Linked DNA regions of Rattus norvegicus: region 2 is linked to region 1. Evidence: chromatin contacts called from public Hi-C data. All regions are on one chromosome and are shown on one strand. The core of a region is the stretch at or near the end of the contact, and the rest is flanking DNA. Distances in the headings are between cores, read along the strand shown. Region 1 overlaps Wwtr1 (WW domain containing transcription regulator 1). Region 2 holds the start of Wwtr1 (WW domain containing transcription regulator 1).

Region 1 (4,055 bases), core at 563-3,062:
TTCCAAAATCTGCCCAATCTAGGCCTATAGCTTGTAAATAAAATACCTGGATTGTGCTAGAATATAAAAACATCAATTACAAGATTCGAGAGGGGTAGACAGACCATCACCAAGAATGGGCAATGGACAGGCGTTAGGATGTGCTTCTAACCCCCTACATCGATGTTCTCTAGTCTTACATCCATCTCAAGTAACAAAGGGGTCATCATTACTTCTGTGAGTGCTCCAAGTGACTTCCTGACATGCATCAAGCTCTGTGTGTCAGGCTACGGGCAGGTTCTAATCAACGCTTTCACTAAGCCTCGTAGTGACCACTGGAGGATAATGGGTCTGAGAAGTGTCAGGATATCACAAAACTCAAAGGCCTTGAAATGGCTCTCAAACTACTAATGAACTTCAAGATTCCTCAGTCACAGATCTGTGGCAGATAGAAGGAAGAACTTTCTAGGTGTGATCAGCTAAGGTACTGGCTACTTCCCAGTTCTGTGAGCTCTCGACCAGTTGAATTGTCAGGCAGTTAAGGTGCTATGGAGGCTGGCCTGAGCTTGGCATAACAGAAAGTGGTGATGCAATGCAGGGAAGTTGACTTTAAAATCACAATGATCCGGGTTCGAATCCCAGGTCAGTTACAATATAGCTGTGACATTTTGGACAAAATTCTTTTTAAAAATTTTAATTAAAAAATTTGATATTTATTTTTATATGAATGGGGGTTTTTTGTCTTTGCTTTTGTTGTTGTTTGTTTTGCCTGCAGGCATGTCTGTTCACCAAATGTGTGCAGTGCCCAAGAAGTCCCAAAGAGGATGTGGGACGGCCCTGGAACTAGAGTTAGAGCTGGTTGTGCACTACCATGTAGGTGCTGAGATCTGAACCATCCCTGCAGCCCCTGGGACTAAATTCTTGACAGTTCATTTAAGATGCTTTATGAAGCCTATCCTGCAGGGCATGGATCAAAGGGCATAGTAAGACAAACAACAGAAGGTGTCATGGAGGGCACGGAAAGATTGAGAGGCAGAGGGGCTGGCCTAGACCTTGCAATCTGCTAGCTACATGCGAGGCCTGCACACAGGACTCCAATAACTTATTTGGCCAATGAGGTAACTGAGGGCCTGAGAGAGTTAAGTGGCTTTCCCAGGAACCCCGCAGCTAACAGCAGGTGGAGCCAGTGTCTAAACCCAGGCCATTTGACCTCTGAGGCTATTCCAGTAATTTCCACAGACAAGAAAGAGTACCAGGGAGAAGGAAGTGAGGGCTGAAGTTGGCAGGCCTCAAATTCAGGCCCTTTCACCTACTATTGGAGATGAAACTTGGGCAAGTTACTTCATTTCTCTGATCCCGTTTTCCCAGCTATAAAATGGAAATACCAACCCTATGACCTCACTCGGCTTGTTTAGAAGAAAATTTAATGAACCAACCTATTCAACAGCCCTGAGCACAGTTTTTCCTCCACAGACTGGGACGAACATGGAACTGAAAGTGTTCTATGATCCTTTTCGATGTGTATGGGTGAAGCTAGTGTCCTGGGAATTCACACCGCGTTTAGCAAAGTTTTAAGGTTCCATTTTAAAGGCCAGTCTCAGAAAGTTCAACAACAAAACCAAAAATCATTTGTGGATTCAAAAGGCACCCTCCTAGGGCTGGGAGGCTCTGTGGTGGATGCAGCGGGGACAATGAAACGCATCAGATGGTTTGTGAGTTAAGATGTTCTGGAAGCTCCCTCCCCTTAAGTTCCCTCACTGGCCTGCAGTTCTGTGGAATAAATCAACAGAAGAAGCTAGAAAGTAAATGTCAATAAAAGCAGGGCCTGGCTCAGTGTTTTTGGCTCGAAGGGCACCTCCCACCAGCCAGCTCCTGCCCTGGCTGGAATGCACTTCAAAGGGAGCTAACTGAATGATAATAACCTCTTCTGAGAGTGCTCAGCTTGACTTAAGTGTGGAGCCCGAGATTCTACAAAAATGGAAGACCAAATTGTTTTAATTATAAAGGGTGGGGCAAGCAGAAACAAATGAAAAGAAATGAAAGCAGTATTTTAAAATCCTGCTGTTAAAAACAGTTATTTCAGCGCAGAGATGCAGCTCGCTCCTTCTCAAAACCGTGGAGACTGCAGAGGCAGGCCTGGGAAGTGGGGTTCTGATGTCAATCTCTTTTAAACCCCGGGTCAAGCGATTCTAGAAATTCGCTGCCACATTTCCCGGAGTGTCTCTTTGAAACCCCTCCTCACACGCTGCCAGACTGGCTGAAAAGTGCAAATCCGAAACTTCAATACTTTGGAGAAAACATTGGTTGAGTCCGTAATTATTATCCAACTCCTGTTACGTCCTAGAATCGCTCAAAGGAAGGCAAAATGTAGATAAGACTTTTGACTTACAAAAGGCAAAGTAGATTTTCGAAATGAAATACTTCCTCATACCTCTGTGATCTCATTTTCCTCAGTACAAAACGAGTCTCCGATTTAAAACAATGACCAAGCTGTTTTCAAAAGGGCTTTTTATTACAGATGCACTTATGTAAAGGGACAAGCAAATCTACCTCAGAGAACAGGCTGGTTTGGAGTGATGGAAGGGAGAGTCCTTTAGAAACTTTTCTCTTACCCTTACCCTTACCCGGACCAAAGTCTCATTCTGTAGCTCTGGCTAGCCTGAAATTTGCTGTGTAGGCCAGACTGGTCTGTAGCTAGCAGTCCTGAGCCCTGACCTAGGTTACAGACATACACTACCTTCCTGTGTGGTGGGGCACAATAGATGTCCTCAACTCCTAGACAAATTCAACGCTTTCTAGAAACTGAAATAGAAGTTCCAGGGACAGACTCTGTTTCCTGCCCAACATATGTGATAAGAACATTTGTTGAGCATGTGTGTGTATATGAATGAACTTAAAATAGCCATCTCACTACAGATGACAGGGAAATATGATGAATCTAGGACAACAGGATCCTTCAAACACCTTAGTCAGTCCCGAAACCTAATTCTACAGTGTGCCTTCCTAAAAACTATGTGCAGCGTTCCAACGGCTGTGAAACAGCTGCTATACCTTACATGCTTTGCTTGGTATGACTTTAAGTTTTCTGAAAATCTTTTAAAAACTCAAGACAGAAAACAGCCCTGTAAACCTTCCCTGAGATCAGCACTGCTCTCCTTGGAATGGAGGATCTGAAATGGCCCTGTGAAGCTGGTCAACCAATCTGCCTTGCCCCCCCAGAGGGCTGTCAAGCTTGACAGAAATCTGTAAGACCTGCTAAAAGAATTCTGTGCCTGCCTCCCTCCGTCTGTGTCCCTGTTGCCCTGGAAACTGAAGGCCAACCTTAGTCAGCAGTTTTGTTTGCAAGCTGTGCTCTCCTGCCCCCACCCCCAGCCCCAAGTGCCAATTAAAGAGAGGTTGAGGGGAAACAGTATGGAATTTGCTAGAAAATAGTAACAGTCTCTCAACAGCACAGGACCTCAAAAGAGCGATGCTGTCGCTTCGGTAAATAATGCTAAATTTAGGGACTACACTTATGGGAGCATTCCAAGTTGAGAGAGACAGACCAACAGAAAGACAGACTGACAGAGAGACAGAAAGTGTGTGTGTATGATATAATATGGGGATGAGCCCTAAGGCCTTCACGCATGCCAGGCAAATCATCTACATGTGCAATATCCTTATAAAAACTCCACAACGTGTATGCATATATGTGTGCGGTATATGTGTACCCATCTGTGCATACATACACGGCACACTGCACATACAGAAGTCAGAGGACGATGTGTGGCAGTTGCTCTCTTTCTACCTTATGATATTCGGGGTGGCAAGTGCCTTTACTCTTTCAGTCATTTTACAGCCCCCCCCCCTTTATTTTCCTATTTTGAGACAGGGTCTCTCACTTACTGACTCAGGCTGGCTTTAAACTCAGTTGGCAGCCCGGGATGGCCTAAACTCTCAATTCTCCTGCCTTAGCCTCCCAAGGACTTGGAACGAGAGGCCTGCTACCACCAGGCCCAGCCTAGCTAAGATGCTAAATCTATGGATATGCTGCCACTCTGACCCGGACTTGGCAGTTGTTGAATAGCTTACTGGTG
Region 2 (4,055 bases), core at 783-3,282, 100 kb after region 1:
CTGTAATGAGATCTGATGCCCTCTTCTGGTGTGTCTGAAGACAGCTACAGTGCACTCACATATATAAAATAAATAAATAAAAATCTTTAAAAAAAAAAAAAAGAATTAAGGGCTCTAAGATGACGTTTAAGACAAGTTCTTAGACATCTTCCCTTTTGACAGCGAAGACCAGATGAGCTGAAGTGATTCTGCACCAAGTGGTTCAGCCACAACTTCGGTCCAGGTCTTTTCTAAGCCTGACCCCTATGACCTCACTGGTTCGGGTAACAATTCAAGTTCCAGCCTGTTTTTTCCTCAAGAACGCCAGTCTCTTCTAACAGTTGAAAATACACTTCTCTGTTCAATCTAATTCAAAAGCTTAATCTACTGTAAAACTCCCGACATCAAAAAGCTAGTCTGATGGGGCATGAACAGTGACAGTGCACACTACTGTGGTATTTTAGGTTACCAAGTGTAACATAAGACTCCTGACCCAATTTCCACACAATTTGTTGGTCCAGCCCATAACTACTTTACAATGTGGTTGGTAATTACATTACTGAACTGTGTGGTCATACGTCATCAGCTGGGAGAGGTAAAGCCCACCAGGGACTGTGTTCTTTTCCGGTGTGGCTGAAGAACCCAGACCACCTACTTACCTGGCTCTGAGCTAGCTAACTTAAGTGAAGGCGCTAAGGGCCTAAGACCCAGATTTAGACCAAAGTCACTCAAACTTCCTTTCCCCAAGTTTAAGTGTTCCAATGTCCTGGATCTCTTAAGGCTTAAAGCACTATGGATGAAGTTAAATTGACTTCGCGAAATTGTTCTCTGCTCTAGTCCAACTCCCAGAAACTCACTCCCTATTTTAACTTTGTAGATCTGTGAAGCACCTTGGAATCGTCAGAGTCAATCTCTCTCTCTCTCTCTCTCTCTCTCTCTCTCTCTCTCTCTCTCTCTCTCTCTCTCTCACACACACACACACACACACACACACACACACACCACACCACACCACACCACACCACACCACACCACACCACACCACACCACACCACACCACAAGAACGCATGAGCTTACGAGCGTCCCCGGGGCATCGCAACTTTGCACCTCTTGGCTGGCGACAGACTTACTTAAGGAAATATCTCTGGCCAGTGGCCGTGAAGGTCATCTCCCACCCGGGGGGCAACGGCAGCTCGTCGGTCACGTCATAGGACTGCTGGCGGAGATGTGCATGCTGCTGTGCAGGGCCTCCAGCGGCGCCCGCACCGGTGCCTAGCTGCAGGGATGCGGGCGACGAGTGCGAGCGGACGTGCTGCGCGCCGCCAGCTAGTCGAGGCCCGGGGTGGCCGCCCGATGAGTCGGTGCTGGACTGGCGCGAGTGCGAGCCGGAATCGGGCTCCTTAAAGAAGGACTCCGGGAGGATCTTTTTCCGCCACGAGCTGGGCTTGGGATTCATGACAGAGTTGAAGAGGGCTTCGAGGTCCGTGTCGAGGTCCTGCGTGACGTGGATGACTTGTTGCCCTGGCGGCGGGAGCGGATGGGGCACCGAGGACGGATTCATCTTTCTACAAGAAAAAAGAAAAATCGGGTCTGCCTTTTAGTGCAAGTCGGGGGGAGGGGGAGTTGTCCTGGGGAAGGACAGAGACAGCACAGAGACAGTTAGGTATGGGTCCAGGGACCAGCCGGTGGGGGAGGGGGCGCCCCTGGCCTCCGAGATTATGCAACTTTCCCGCAGCAGAGAAGCTCCCCTGAGCAAGCAGCCGCGGACCGAGGTCGAAGGTGCCTGCACCAGACCCAGTCGCAGCCTCCCCTGACCAATACGCCCACCGCCGACCCCAAGAGTCCGGACTGCGGTCGTCTAAGAGCCGAAAGGGTGCGGGGCGCGACGGGAGCTACCTGGGCACGCGGGGAAGCCAAGCCTGGGCGCCTCCCGAACTGACGAGCTGGAACCCGGCCCCGGCTGGCAGATCCCGAGCGGATTCCCAGCAGCCGAAGGCTTTTCCTCTTACATCCCCGGAGCCGGCCTCGGGCGCTCGCACTACGCGAGGAAGCGACTGAGAAGACGTAGACTAGCGCAGCCGCCGCGGCTCCCGGACTGTCCCATAAACAAAGTTTGCTGCAAACTCCCACCCCTAGGAAAGAGGCGGGCCGAAAGTGGAGCTGTTGAATTATGCATGACCTCCTGGCTGGAGCCAGCCTGCCCCACGCCCCTCCTCTTCCTCCTCCTCCCACCCTGGCCGGGCTGGCGGGGGTGGGCTGGGCACTTCGCAGCTCCGGAGAGACCGTGCCCCCGCCCCGCCGCGCCGCGCCGCGCCGACCTCTCCCGCCGAGCGCTCTATCTGCATTCCTTTGAGTTTACCACTGACTTGGGGCGGGATCAAAGAGAAAATGGTTCAAGCCTGTTAAATCAAGGGGTTATGGACAAAAACCAAATCGGAGAATAACGGAGGGCTTGCAGTTGAGGGTCTAAGGGCCCAGAATGAGTGTCCGGGCAGGGTGCTTGCCCTCGCCTTGAAGGGAGCGCCCAGCACCCGGAATGTGGCACGGGGCGCCGATCTGACAGAGGTCGGACCGGGGCGCACCCTGGCTCAGGGAGACACCCGCGAGGCCAGACTTTCCACGGAAGGCTGCTTAGCGCTTGTGACCATATTTGGTCTGGTGAGGAGACAACTTGGCCGTTTGGCTTTCAATTGTCTGCAAGACGGTTTCCAAATAGTGCCGCTGTTGCTGAAGATGCGGCTTCGCCAAAGAGTCGATTGTAAACTACCAACTTGCAAGCCTTTCATCGGTCGTTAGTTTTCTCTACGAAGTGAATCTGGATACTAGGAGTTGAAAAAAAGGTCGAGACAAAACTGCGTTCTAGAAGGCCAAGCAATTGCGCCCCCTTCCCTCCTCCCGCGGCATTTGCGAGGGTAGTGGGAGGATTGGAATGTCCCTGGGTCCCTCCAGGGAGCCTGGAACTGGGATGGAACCGGGGCAGGTGGCTAGGATAGAGAGGGTGTGCCAGTGACCCGGAAAAAGCCACACATACTCCCACCCGACTGGACCTGGGCCAGAGGTGGAGACCCCAGCCTGTGGGGAGAGGAGGTCGGGCCTGGTAAGACAGCTGCCGGGAAGAGGGAGGAGGCCTTGCCCGTCCCACTGCCAGCTGCTCTACTCTATTCCTTCTCTCCAAGAAAGGATGACCGCTTTATAAAATCACATTCCAGGAAGCCCCTACCCGACCCCGCAGATTCTAATAGACATTTATTAGATAGGCTAAATGAGGCAATACATGCAAAGCACTTTGCTTAGCCAGGGCTGGATGCAAGTTTGTCAGCAGAACTATATTAAATGCTGGCACTGTGCCTCACCATGTTTAAGGGCGAAATAAAAGTCAAAATTAAATCCACAGTTGAAGGACGACAGCACTATAGGAAAATGAAGACGACTGTGACCTAACAGCAAGTTGAAGGGACAAAGGCAAAGCTACTCCATAATTTTTACTTTAAGAGCTAGAAGAGTGGACAGCACTGTGGCTCAGCTGGAAAAGGTCCTTTCCAGCAATCCTGACAACCTGAGTTCGATTCCCACACACTACATGATGGAAGGAGGGAACCAACTCTAGCCTCCACGTGAGCCCCTCCCCAACACAATTTTTTTGTCCTTTTGAGACCATCTTTGAATAGCTGTATCCTACCCCAGTATCCATACATGACCTTTGACTCCAGGTCCCTTACTGACTGGGAAATGACAGGGTAGTCTTCTACCAAGACTTCTTGAACTTTTCCGCTCATGACCCCCTTTTCCCTGAAACATATCTGACCCCAAACTATATTTGTATAAAATGGTAAAAATCAAAAGATTTACTGATGACCGTAAATTAATCTTAAAACGATTCCCGAGTATATAAAAATTTGCCATTCATTAAAATCACCAAGCTGTGCTTTGGGCTGGGACCGTAGTTCAGTGGCAGGGCGCTTGCCTAGGATCATTCCTTAGTAGTAATAAATAATAAAATGAATGTGGTTGTTTCTATAGACAGAATATACTAATACTACAGGGTATCGGGTGTCTTCAACATTTTATACTTTTT

Evidence for each region. A called contact is a pair of places that touch in the nucleus more often than the background predicts.
Region 2: a contact with region 1 is called in a Hi-C map of Schwann cells, with 6 times the contacts expected there. The contact joins the promoter of Wwtr1 here to the enhancer-like site in region 1. A contact is called at or near these places in 9 of 12 Hi-C or Micro-C datasets (the A7r5 cell line, the Rat2 cell line, Schwann cells and 4 more) and 1 of 1 datasets of contacts at active chromatin or transcription factors (oligodendrocytes).

Annotation. Positions count from the first base shown.
Region 1 is chr2:143,813,634-143,817,688 of GRCr8, forward strand. All of the region lies in intron 4 of Wwtr1 (WW domain containing transcription regulator 1), which reads right to left. Among named protein-coding and RNA genes, the nearest start is that of Tm4sf4, 60 kb to the left of the region's middle. Within about 2 kb of position 1,813, at least 33 of the 93 cell types and tissues checked have an H3K27ac peak or open chromatin away from gene starts, as enhancers often do. A contact at or near this core is called in the A7r5 cell line, Schwann cells and liver, where this site is marked.
Region 2 is chr2:143,914,909-143,918,963 of GRCr8, forward strand. It overlaps Wwtr1 (WW domain containing transcription regulator 1), which reads right to left and starts at 2,033. Exons shown (of 7, transcript NM_001024869.1): 1 at 1,877-2,033; 2 at 1,111-1,545. The coding sequence starts at 1,541.